Regions from separate parts of the Macaca mulatta genome. Here region 2 is linked to region 1. The links are chromatin contacts, called in public Hi-C maps. All regions are on one chromosome and are shown on one strand. The core of a region is the stretch at or near the end of the contact, and the rest is flanking DNA. Distances in the headings are between cores, read along the strand shown.

Region 1 (5,196 bases), core at 1,810-4,309:
TTTTAATTAGCTGGGCATGCGGTGGTGCACCTGTAGTCCTTAGTTCTTTGGGAGGCTGAAGTGGGAGGATTGTTTGAATCCAGGAATTCAAGGCTGCAGTAAGCTATGACTGTGCCACTGTACTCTAGCCTGGGAGACACAGCTAGACCCTGCCTCAGAAAAACAAAAACAAAAAAACATAGCAGTTAAATTATCCTCACTTTTATTACCTTTTTTTTTTTTTTTTTTTGAGGCAGAGTCTCGCTCTGTTGCCCAGGCTGGAGTGCAGTGGCAGGATCTCGGCTCACTGCAAGCTCCGCCTCCCAGTTTGACGCCATTCTCCTGCCTCAGCCTCCCGAGTAGCTGGGACTACAGGTGCCTGCCACCACGCCCGGCTAATTTTTAGTGTTCACCGTGTTATCCAGGATGGTCTTGATCTCCTGACCTCGTGATCCACCCACTTCGGCCTCCCAAAGTGCTGAGATTACAGGCTTGAGTCACCACGCCCGGCCTTTTATTACTATTTTTTTGAGACAGAGTCTCACTCTGTCACCCAGGCTGGAGTGCAGTGGAGCAATCTCGTCTCATTGCAACCTCGGCCTCCTGGTTTCAAGCAATTCTCCTGCCTCAGCCTCCTAAGTAGCTGAGACTACAGGCGTGCACCACCACGCCCAGCTTATTTTTGTATTTTTAGTAGAGATGGGGTTTCACCATGTTGGCCAGGCTGGCCTGGAACTCCTGATCTCAGGTGATCCACCCACATCAGCCTCCCAAAGTGTTGGGATTACAGGCGTGAGCCACCACGCCCAGCCTATCCTCTTTTAGAATTCCATGATTCTGAAACCGCAATTTGACTTGTCCTTTTAAAATAATTTTTACCTTTAGCAAGTGCAAGCAGGCGAGTCACACAACACATTATCTTTGCATGTCTAGTCATAAGATACTCCACAGTTAAACAGTGGAAGACAAGAATATCTCCCACTAGAGAAATATCTCCCACTAGAAATATCTCCCACTAGAGGTTGCCTAACAGGCAACCTCCTATGGGGCAAGTTTAAAAAGCTATTTTCTGGAGCAGGTACTAGGATGGCCTTCAGGAGCATCTTAGTGCTTTCTGACCTACCAGCATTCCTCACAGCTTTGAATCCTTTTTCGCTTTCTCCACTTGAATGTGAACATCTACAGATGTACAGCTCAGAAGCCAGGATGCTTAATGGGTAATTACCTCATTTCTCTTGCTCTGACAACTGGTGTTTATGGGGATGTATCAACTACTTGCAATGCCATTTCCCCATCAATTACTAGAGAGTGGGGAAAGTGAAATTTACAAAGCATTAAGACATGTAAAAGTTCTCCCACAACTGGTTTTCATTCATGAAATATTTATGCAGAGTTTATAAGCTATAAAGCCAGAAATGACTTAATTCAACAGATTTGACTTTTCCAAACTGTGTGGGTGCAGTACTCCAAGGGGAATTATTCAGGTTTCAAAGCTCAGATTCAAAAAGAAAACGATCTAATTTGTCACTCCTTCCACTAATATTCTCAAAAATCAAGTGCAATATCATTTAGCAATAAGAAGGAACTAGGATTTACAAAGTTGCCTTTCAATGAGAATGTATAGTCTACTTGTTTTAACAAGTTGAGCCTAAGATTAATGTATTGCGTACAGTTCAGAATAATCATGGGCCTCAACTGCATGAACACTATTACAAAACAGTAAACGCTGAGAATATTCAAGTTGAACAAATTCACAAAGGCGTTAAATCGGCCAAACGAGTACAACAAAGACACACGTGTCCAAATCTTCAATTGTCATAGTTTCCTTAAAAATCAGGAAATCTTTGTTTTGCTTTAAGGCAAACTGTCAGGTCGACCAAAAGGACAGATAAGAGCAAAAACACTTCGCTGCAGTATACCTCATTCAGGAAGGTTTAACTCGCCGCTAATCCGTGCCACAAAATAAATAAATAAACAAATCTATGCTCTGTTGCAGGTATAATGGAGGACACGGCCGAAAAACTTTGGACTTTTCAACCAGACAAATGCAAAACCTGGCGGGCGTAAGGAGGAGTAAATATGAAAGTGACAAATAGGGGGAAATGGTGGGCAAGGAAAACAATGGCTGGTTGGAGAGCGAAGAAGGGGAAGCTCAAAAGGAAATTTAGAAAGCCGCCAGGACCCTGTAGTTCTAAGATCTACGGGGAAACAGGCACCCAACGGCTGCGTCTCAGGTTTCCGCGGGTCACAAAAGAATAACGGACATCCTCCCAACGGTGGCCCAGGGGCTCCGCGGGCGCTTCCGCCGAGCTCGCGCCGACCCCGCGCTCGGCCCCGCACCCAGCCGGGAGTTCGCGGCGAGATGCGGGACGCTGCCCGCGTCGCCCGTCTTTATCCGTTCGGCCCTCCACTCACCCCGCGGCCATCGCTCGCCCGAAGCCAGGCGCCAAGAGCAAACGCCGCCCGACGCGAAAAAGGAAGCACAGGCGTTTCTCGTCAAAGCAGACTTTATTGGGGCGACTGGGCCGCCCTGCACGCGCCGGCCGCTCCCCGCTCGGTCCCCGGGCCGCCCACCTGCCTCAACCCGGCGCCCGGCCGGCCCCTCCCTCCCTTCTCCTCAGGCTCCCGCCCCCGTGGTGCCCGGGGCCGCGCGGACCGCTCACCGGCTCCCAAGGCGGCGGCTGCAGCGGCGACGCCCCGCTCCCGAGTGCGGCCCCGGCCCGAGGCGGCGTGTTTTGTGGCTGTAGCACCGCGAAGGGCGGGAGCCGCGCGACTCCGAGCTGCGGGAGGCGGTGGCGGCGGCGGCGGCGCGCTGACGTCACGCGCCGCGGGCCAGCCTGCGCGCGTGCGAGCCGCCCCGCCCCCGGTCCCACCGGCCCCAATCCGGGAGGAGCCCAGCGAGTAGGCGGGGCCGCGGAGGCCAGCGGATAGCTCGATTGGCCGAGAGGGAGAATCGAGAGGGCGAGCGGGCGAGTGGCAGCGAGGCGGGGCGGGCTGAGGCCAGCGCGGAAGTCTCGCGAGGCCGGGCCCGAGCAGAGTGTGGCGGCGGCGGCGGCGGCGAGATCTGGGCTCGGGTTGAGGAGTTGGTATTTGTGTGGAAGGAGGCGGAGGCGCAGGAGGAAGGGGGAAGCGGAGCGCCGGCCCGGAGGGCGGGAGGAGGCGCGGCCAGGGCGGGCGGTTGCGGCGAGGCGAGGCGGGGAGCCGGGACGAGCAGCGGCCGAGCGAGCGCGGGGCGCACCGAGGCGAGGGAGGCGGGGAAGCCCCGCCGCCGCCGCGGCCGCCGCGCCCGCCCCTTCCCCCGCCGCCCGCCCCCTCTCCCCCCGCCCGCTCGCCGCCTTCCTCCCTCTGCCTTCCTTCCCCACGGCCGGCCGCCTCCTCGCCCGCCCGCCCGCAGCCGAGGAGCCGAGGCCGCCGCGGCCGTGGCGGCGGAGCTCTCAGCCATGGCCTCGGGCGACACCCTCTACATCGCCACGGACGGCTCGGAGATGCCGGCCGAGATCGTGGAGCTGCACGAGATCGAGGTGGAGACCATCCCGGTGGAGACCATCGAGACCACAGTGGTGGGCGAGGAGGAGGAGGAGGACGAAGACGACGAGGACGGCGGCGGCGGCGACCACGGCGGCGGGGGCGGCCACGGGCACGCCGGCCACCACCACCACCACCATCACCACCACCACCACCCGCCCATGATCGCGCTGCAGCCGCTGGTTACCGACGACCCGACCCAGGTGCACCACCACCAGGAGGTGATCCTGGTGCAGACGCGCGAGGAGGTGGTGGGCGGCGACGACTCGGACGGGCTGCGCGCCGAGGACGGCTTCGAGGATCAGATCCTCATCCCGGTGCCCGCGCCGGCCGGCGGCGACGACGACTACATTGAGCAGACGCTGGTCACCGTGGCGGCGGCCGGCAAGAGCGGCGGCGGCGGCTCCTCGTCGTCGGGCGGCGGCCGCGTCAAGAAGGGCGGCGGCAAGAAGAGCGGCAAGAAGAGTTACCTCAGCGGCGGGGCCGGCGCGGCGGGCGGCGGCGGCGCCGACCCGGGCAACAAGAAGTGGGAGCAGAAGCAGGTGCAGATCAAGACCCTGGAGGGCGAGTTCTCGGTCACCATGTGGTCCTCAGGTGAGCGCCGGCCGCGCGCCCCGGCCCCGGGATGTTTTTGTTTTGAAGGGAAGCCATGTTTTATGTGTGTGATGGGCGCCGCCATCTTCTTCGCCAGGGCAAGTATGGCGGCCCCAAAAGATGGCGGGCCGTGCGGCGGCGGGGGCGCGGCGGCGGCGGCGGCCGGCGGCGGGCCGCGAAGATGGCGGCGGGCCGCGGGGGGAGGGGCCGGCGCCGCCCGGCTAGGCCGCAATGGCGTAGTTTCTCCGAGAGGGGGAAGCGCCGCGCGGGGCGGGGACGGCCGGGGGAGGGGCCGGCGCGCTCGCTCCCCGGCGCCCGCATCAACGGGCGCGCCCGCCGGCCCGTTGTGGCGGCAGCCGCGCGCCCCCGGCCCGGGCGGGAGGCGGGCGGGCGTTGGCGGGGCTGCGCCGCGGCCTCGCGGGCCAGGGATTGCTGCCTCCGGGACGCGCGCCCCCTCCCGGCGCTGCCGTTACCCCGCCGGCCGCTGGAGGGCGCCGCGGGCTCTTGCCCCGCCCGGCCCCCACTTCCCCGGACTCCCAACTGCTCCCGGGAGGCACCTTCCAGAAGGGGGGTCGTGGCACGCGTGGGCGCCTCCGGCCTCCTTGCTCCCCGCCCACCCAGCGCCGGGCTGGACCCTGCCCCGGCGGTCACGCTGCCCCGAGGCGTCGTTTGCTGCGGGGCGGGACTTGGGGCTGCACGTAGGGCTCGCGTGTGCGAGCTCCGAGCGTCAGTCGTAGCCTGTCACCGCCGTTGCCAGCGAATTCCTGGCCCTTTAGTCTTCCTGCGGTACCTAGTGGGAAGGGCCTGTGAATCTTAGCGGATAATTCTTAGTCACTTACGTTTTGGGAAAGCTTCCCCCGCCCCCCTCAAGTATTTAGCTCTTTGTGAGTAGATTGGGTTACTCAACTGTGGACATTTGCCCGTAAATAAAATCGGGTAGTTTAATTTTAAGCCTGTATACTTTTTACTTTGTAGAAAGGTATCTATTTTCCCCACGAAAAGAAAGATTCTAGAAAGCGGGTTTTTTTGGGTTTTGTTTTACTGTTTTAATACTACTTTTAACGAAGGCCGGAAAACCCATCTACAGCAAAAGGATCC
Region 2 (5,196 bases), core at 1,248-3,747, 140 kb after region 1:
GTAGCTGGATCTCAGCTCACTGCAAGCTCCGCCTCCCAGGTTTACGCCATTCTCCTGCCTCAGCCTCCCGAGTAGCTGGGACTACAGGCGCCCGCCACCTCGCCCGGCTAGTTTTTTGTATTTTTTAGTAGAGACGGGGTTTCACCTTGTTAGCCAGGATGGTCTCGATCTCCTGACCTTGTGATCCGCCCGTCTCGGCCTCCCAAAGTGCTGGGATTACAGGCTTGAGCCACCGCGCCCGGCCGAACTTCAGAGGTTTTTCAACTTGAAGTTCATGAACATCTGAAATTACATTAGTGCTTGCAAGTACACTGGTATGTGCATGGTTTTGAGCAACGTCTCCTGGCTTCGTAACCTTTCCAGAGGAGGCTGAGATGCCAAAAGGTTAAGGACCATTGTCTTCAGTGTTTACCAAATAAATTGCAAATAGAACATTAAGTCTTTAAGAGAATTAGATTTACCTGTTTAACAAATACTACACTCTGAAACAAAGAAATGCAGTTATAACCAGTGAAGTACTCTATTATCTTCCCTAAACAAAAGTACTGGGCGTGTAAAGAGCAAAACTGCCTACTCCAAAGCAGATCACAGCAGACCTTCAAGGAGAAAGCTAAAATGGCTCTTGAAAATTAACCCCCAACCCCCTTTTCAAGAACTTGAATCTTGTGCTCATTGTGAAATTTTCCACTGTTGTGGAGGAGCATAATAGGCACTTAAAGAAACTGGGTATTGTATTGGGATGAGGAGTGGAAAGAATTATAGAATTGTTTAACAGAACAACATGATAAAGACTTGGGTTGCATAAAAATCATCTCACAGAGAAGATCAGGACACACTGATTCTGCAATCTGGGGAAGGGTGGCATCAAGACAGCCAATTCTGGAGCAGCTGAGAAGAAGATGTAGCCCAGGAGTGTTTCTGAATCCCTGGAATATCACCAGGAGGTAGAATACCATCCTTTAAATCTTGGCCCCAGAGTGTAAGTGACTATGCCTTTGGACTGGAAAGTTCCTAGAGGACAAGAAAATGACTTCTTTAGAGCAAGGATTTCTTGACACCTTCTGGGACCCATTATGTTCCACTTTTTTTTTTTTTTTAAACACTAAAAGAAAGATCGCTTTCCCCTCCAAATAACAAATGAACATTATCTTAAAAGGCAAAGCCATTAATTTATATGAAGCCAGGCACTAGACACTTTGGGGTGTCACAACAAGAATGACAATACGTTCTGATGTTGAGCACAGAAGGGGGCTGCATCAGTGAAAACTATGACAGACAGCATGAGAGTGCTGGGAGGCAAGCTACAAATCCAAGCACGCGACTGCTCAGCCAGGATCTCTATTCCCTATGGGAGCAGTGAATTACCTGAACTTTCGGTCAATGGAAGAAGTAAAATGCATAACACCCTAATCCTAAAGACACAAGTCCTGACCCCCTAAACCAAGGTTTTCAGCACTTTGGTAAAAACACTAACAAGCTCTAAGCCTGGCAAAGATGGCAATACATACCCACGTTGTGGAAGACTCTGCAGAGGTGGCCACTGGTCACGCTGGGCAGTTGAGCAGCTGAGAATGCCCAGCCCAGCCAGAAATGGTCTTTAATACTCTTCCCCTCTTTCTTTCAGTTTCCCTTCTGAAAAAAGAGGCTTTTCCTTTTGTTTACCAGTCCCCACCCTGCATTCAGCTAAGCTTTTCTTATAAATCGCCCTGATTCTCAGAAACACTTGAGCTCTTGACCAACCTTCTTGATGAGACTGTCCAATCAGAGGTGGGCTGCCTGGGACCAGGTTGAGACCAATGAAACCCTCCTGAGAATCGAGCCATTAGCTGGGCATTGCATCAGCCACCCCTCACCCCCCGCTGGCCTCCAAATAACCTCTCCACCCTCTTCCCGTTCCCCACCCTCAGTGTCAGTGTGACTGATTTTGTGGAGTCGTGGGCGTTAGAAAGAGAAACCGTAAATTCCCCGCATTTGTTCACCGAGGCGGCGCAGTGTAGTGGAAAGATCGGGAGTTCTGAGGTCACAGACGCCTGGGTTTCAATCCCAGCTTGGACTTATTCGAAACCTTGGGCAAGGGTCACATTACTTTTCTGCTTCCCTTGGGTTTCCTCATCTGTGAAATGGGCATGGAGAAGCCTGCTAACATTACCATTGAGCGGACTAAGTGCAACACTAGGCAAAGTCTCTGGCACATGGCAAGCGCTAAATAAAAATGGGGGCCTCTCTTCTCGGGAAAAGAGAAGAGGTGGAGATGATGAAGGGTTGATGCCGGTGGGAAAGGGGGACGGGGTGGGTCGGCGGCGCTCACAGGAAAGGAGCAAGGGGTCGGTGGCAGGATCCGCGCCCTTCACGGTGCCAGAACGCGGCGAGCAGCAAGCCGGGCTCTCAGGATACTGCCTGGAGGGCCAGGCCGCTGGGCGCCGCGCGGGCGTCCCTCCATTACTCCCTCCCTTGTTCCCTCACTCCGCCCCGGCCTCACTCCCCTCGCTTACCCGGCCCACCCGGGCCTGTCAGCACTCCCGGCTCAGCCACGGGTTGTCTCCGGGGCGTCCGTGGAAACGCCATCCGGACGGAACAACTTCCGGCCCGACGGCGCCATCATTGGTTGTTCACGCGGGGGCGGGGCAGAGGGCTCCACTGATTGGCTGGCGGCCCCGGGGCCTCGTCGCAACGTGACTGGACAGTGGTGTGCTGGCCGGTCTGCCTCCGGGAGAACCGAGCGCTTCCGGTGCGTGTGGTGAGCGGCGGGCCCCGGGCTGGAGGGGGCCGGGACTGGGCAGCGTCCATAAGCGCCCCGCGCCTCTTAACGCGGTCTCTCATAGCCGCTCGCCTTCCTATCACTTCCTGTTCCTTCAGAAAGCGCTGTGCCTTGGACCAACCTTACTTCTTACTATTGACAGCTCGGCTAACTCCTATTCATCTTTCAAACTCCATCTCTGGTCGTATCTTGTTTGTTGCCTTCATCAGTCTGGGGCCTCCGGGGGATCTGTGTTTTGTGTTTAATTTCCACCCACACAAGACCCAGCATAGGGCTTGACAAAGAGTAGGTAATCAGGAAATGTTTGTTGAATGGCAATATCCTATTTCTTTTACTTCCTCAGCATCTCCCCCTCCCACCTGTTTGCATTCCAGAAATATTTTTGGACGCTGGGCATTGAATAGTGAACAAAACACAGAAAGCCCTGTCCTCATGGGGCTGACATGCTGATAGTGATTGTCAGAGTCACTCGCTTCTTCCTTAGACTCTTCTCCAGTGTCCCTGCCTTCCCTTCCATCTGTCTCAGTTCCTCTTAGTTTAATCCCTCACCACCTTCCAGAGGGAGCACGGGCACTCTGGTGGTGGGAATCTGTGGGATCCTTTTGACAGCAAGGAGTCGGGTGCGTGGTGGGTGGTGCCTGGGCAGAGGAGTTGAGAGTGGCCTGGGGACCAGGTTTAGCATTTGGAGAACAGAAATGCCAAATTATTTGCAGTGCACGGTCCCATTAGTTTATAATTAGTCTTTTATATTAGTTCCATCTGAGATGAGCTGGCTGGCTGGCTTTAGAAGTTTTGTTTTTGTTTTTGTTTTTTTTTTTTTGAGACGAAGTCTTGCTCTGTAGCCCAGGCTGGAGTGCAGTGGCGTGATCTCCACTCACCACAATCTCTGCCTCCCGGGCTCAAGCAATTCCGCGGCCTCAGCCTCCAGAGTAGCTGGGATTAGAGGCATGCGCCACTGTACCCAGCTAATTTATTTTTTATTTTTATTTTTATTTTTAAAAAATTTTTAGTAGAGGTGGGGTTTCACCATGTTAGCCAGGCAGGTCTTGAACTCCTGACCTCAGGTAATCTGCCCGCCTCGGCCTCCCAAAGTGCTAAGATTACAGGCGTGAGCCACTGTGCCCACCCATTTTATTTGAACTCTGGCTTTGTGTGTGGAAGTTGTTACCTGCCTAGAATGGGCTGTGAACAGGGGCGGCATTACTAGAGGAGACTGACTACAGACATTTATGGAATGATGACCTGACTTGTAGACCAGTGGAACCCTCAGGCGAATGGTGCCATTTGGGGGAAAGGTGTGGAAGGGGTTGGGTGGTTGATTCCAGGGGACATTGAAACCCATTGTCTAGCAGAAGAGATGGGTAATAGGCTGTCTGGAATGACTTAGCAAAGGACTTGGAGGGAATCTGTTTAATATGATCTGACTCCACCTGTTGGGAGATGGAGGCGGACCTTGGCCTGTTTGATTAAGTTTGGGTGCACTGGATTTTCTTGGAAGTTAGTCTATTGCCTGAGCATTCTGTGCTGTTCCACCGCGCCCTCTGCTGTCCTGGGTGTGCCCAGCACCCTTCTTTTTCTCTGGATTGTACTTGGTGCTAACAGCATAGAAGTAAAACATTGATCCAGACCAAAGCACTTCTTTCTGGGAACTAATTGATAACAATGTATTGTGCATGAAGGTTCAGAATTTCAGAAAGAATTTTTTTTTGAGACTAAGTTTCACTCTTGTCGCCTAGGCTGAGGTGCAATGGCCCGATCTCGGCTCACTGCAACGAGGGAGTGAGGAGGCTCAACATGCCTCCTGGATTTAAGTGATTCTCCTGCCTCTGCTTCCTGAGTAGCTGGGATTACAGGCGTGTGCCACCATGCGCGGCTAATTTTTGTATTTTAGTAGAGACAGGGTTTCACCATGTTGGCCAGGCTGGTCTTGAACTTGACCTCAGGTGATCTGCCCACGTCGGCCTCCCAAAGTGCTGCGATTACAGGCGTGAACCACTATGCCCTGCCCAGAAAAGATTTTTTTTTTTTTTTTTAAACAAGTAGAAATTCACTGCAGCGTGAATCTGTGTTGGGAGTGAAACGGGTGAATTTGGATCATGCCCTCAGAATTGCTCCCTGCACACTTGGGTGGACCAACACCTTAGGCCTCCAGCTGGCTGCTACAGAGATGGGATATCTGGGGGAAGAATGTTTCAGGCAGAGAGAAAAGAGGGAAGGGCTGGAGCACAGGGAAAGGATGCAGAGGAGCGTGGCAGGCCTTTCTCACCATGGATCCTGGACATCTTTTGATTTCCGTATTTTCAGACCTAACCTTGTTCATGATGATGAGCATATGTTCTCACTGGTTGCTAATAAGCAGTGCAGCAGGCTTTCTTTATACATTTATCTTCATGGATTTATACATCTAGCAAACATATGCTAGTATTTGTGTAGGATAG

The links. Hi-C and Micro-C count contacts between places; a contact is called where the count stands out from the background.
Region 2: a contact with region 1 is called in a Hi-C map of liver, with 5 times the contacts expected there. The contact joins the promoter of WDR25 here to the promoter of YY1 in region 1. A contact is called at or near these places in 2 of 14 Hi-C or Micro-C datasets (fetal cortex germinal zone and liver).

Annotation. Positions count from the first base shown.
Region 1 is chr7:173,574,673-173,579,868 of T2T-MMU8v2.0, forward strand. YY1 (YY1 transcription factor) reads left to right here and starts at 3,060. Exons shown (of 5, transcript XM_015144480.3): 1 at 3,060-4,098. The coding sequence starts at 3,420.
Region 2 is chr7:173,716,951-173,722,146 of T2T-MMU8v2.0, forward strand. It overlaps WDR25 (WD repeat domain 25), which reads left to right and starts at 2,498. Exons shown (of 7, transcript XM_028851833.2): 1 at 2,498-2,728. It overlaps WARS1 (tryptophanyl-tRNA synthetase 1), which reads right to left and starts at 2,541. Exons shown (of 11, transcript XM_001105926.5): 1 at 1,509-2,541.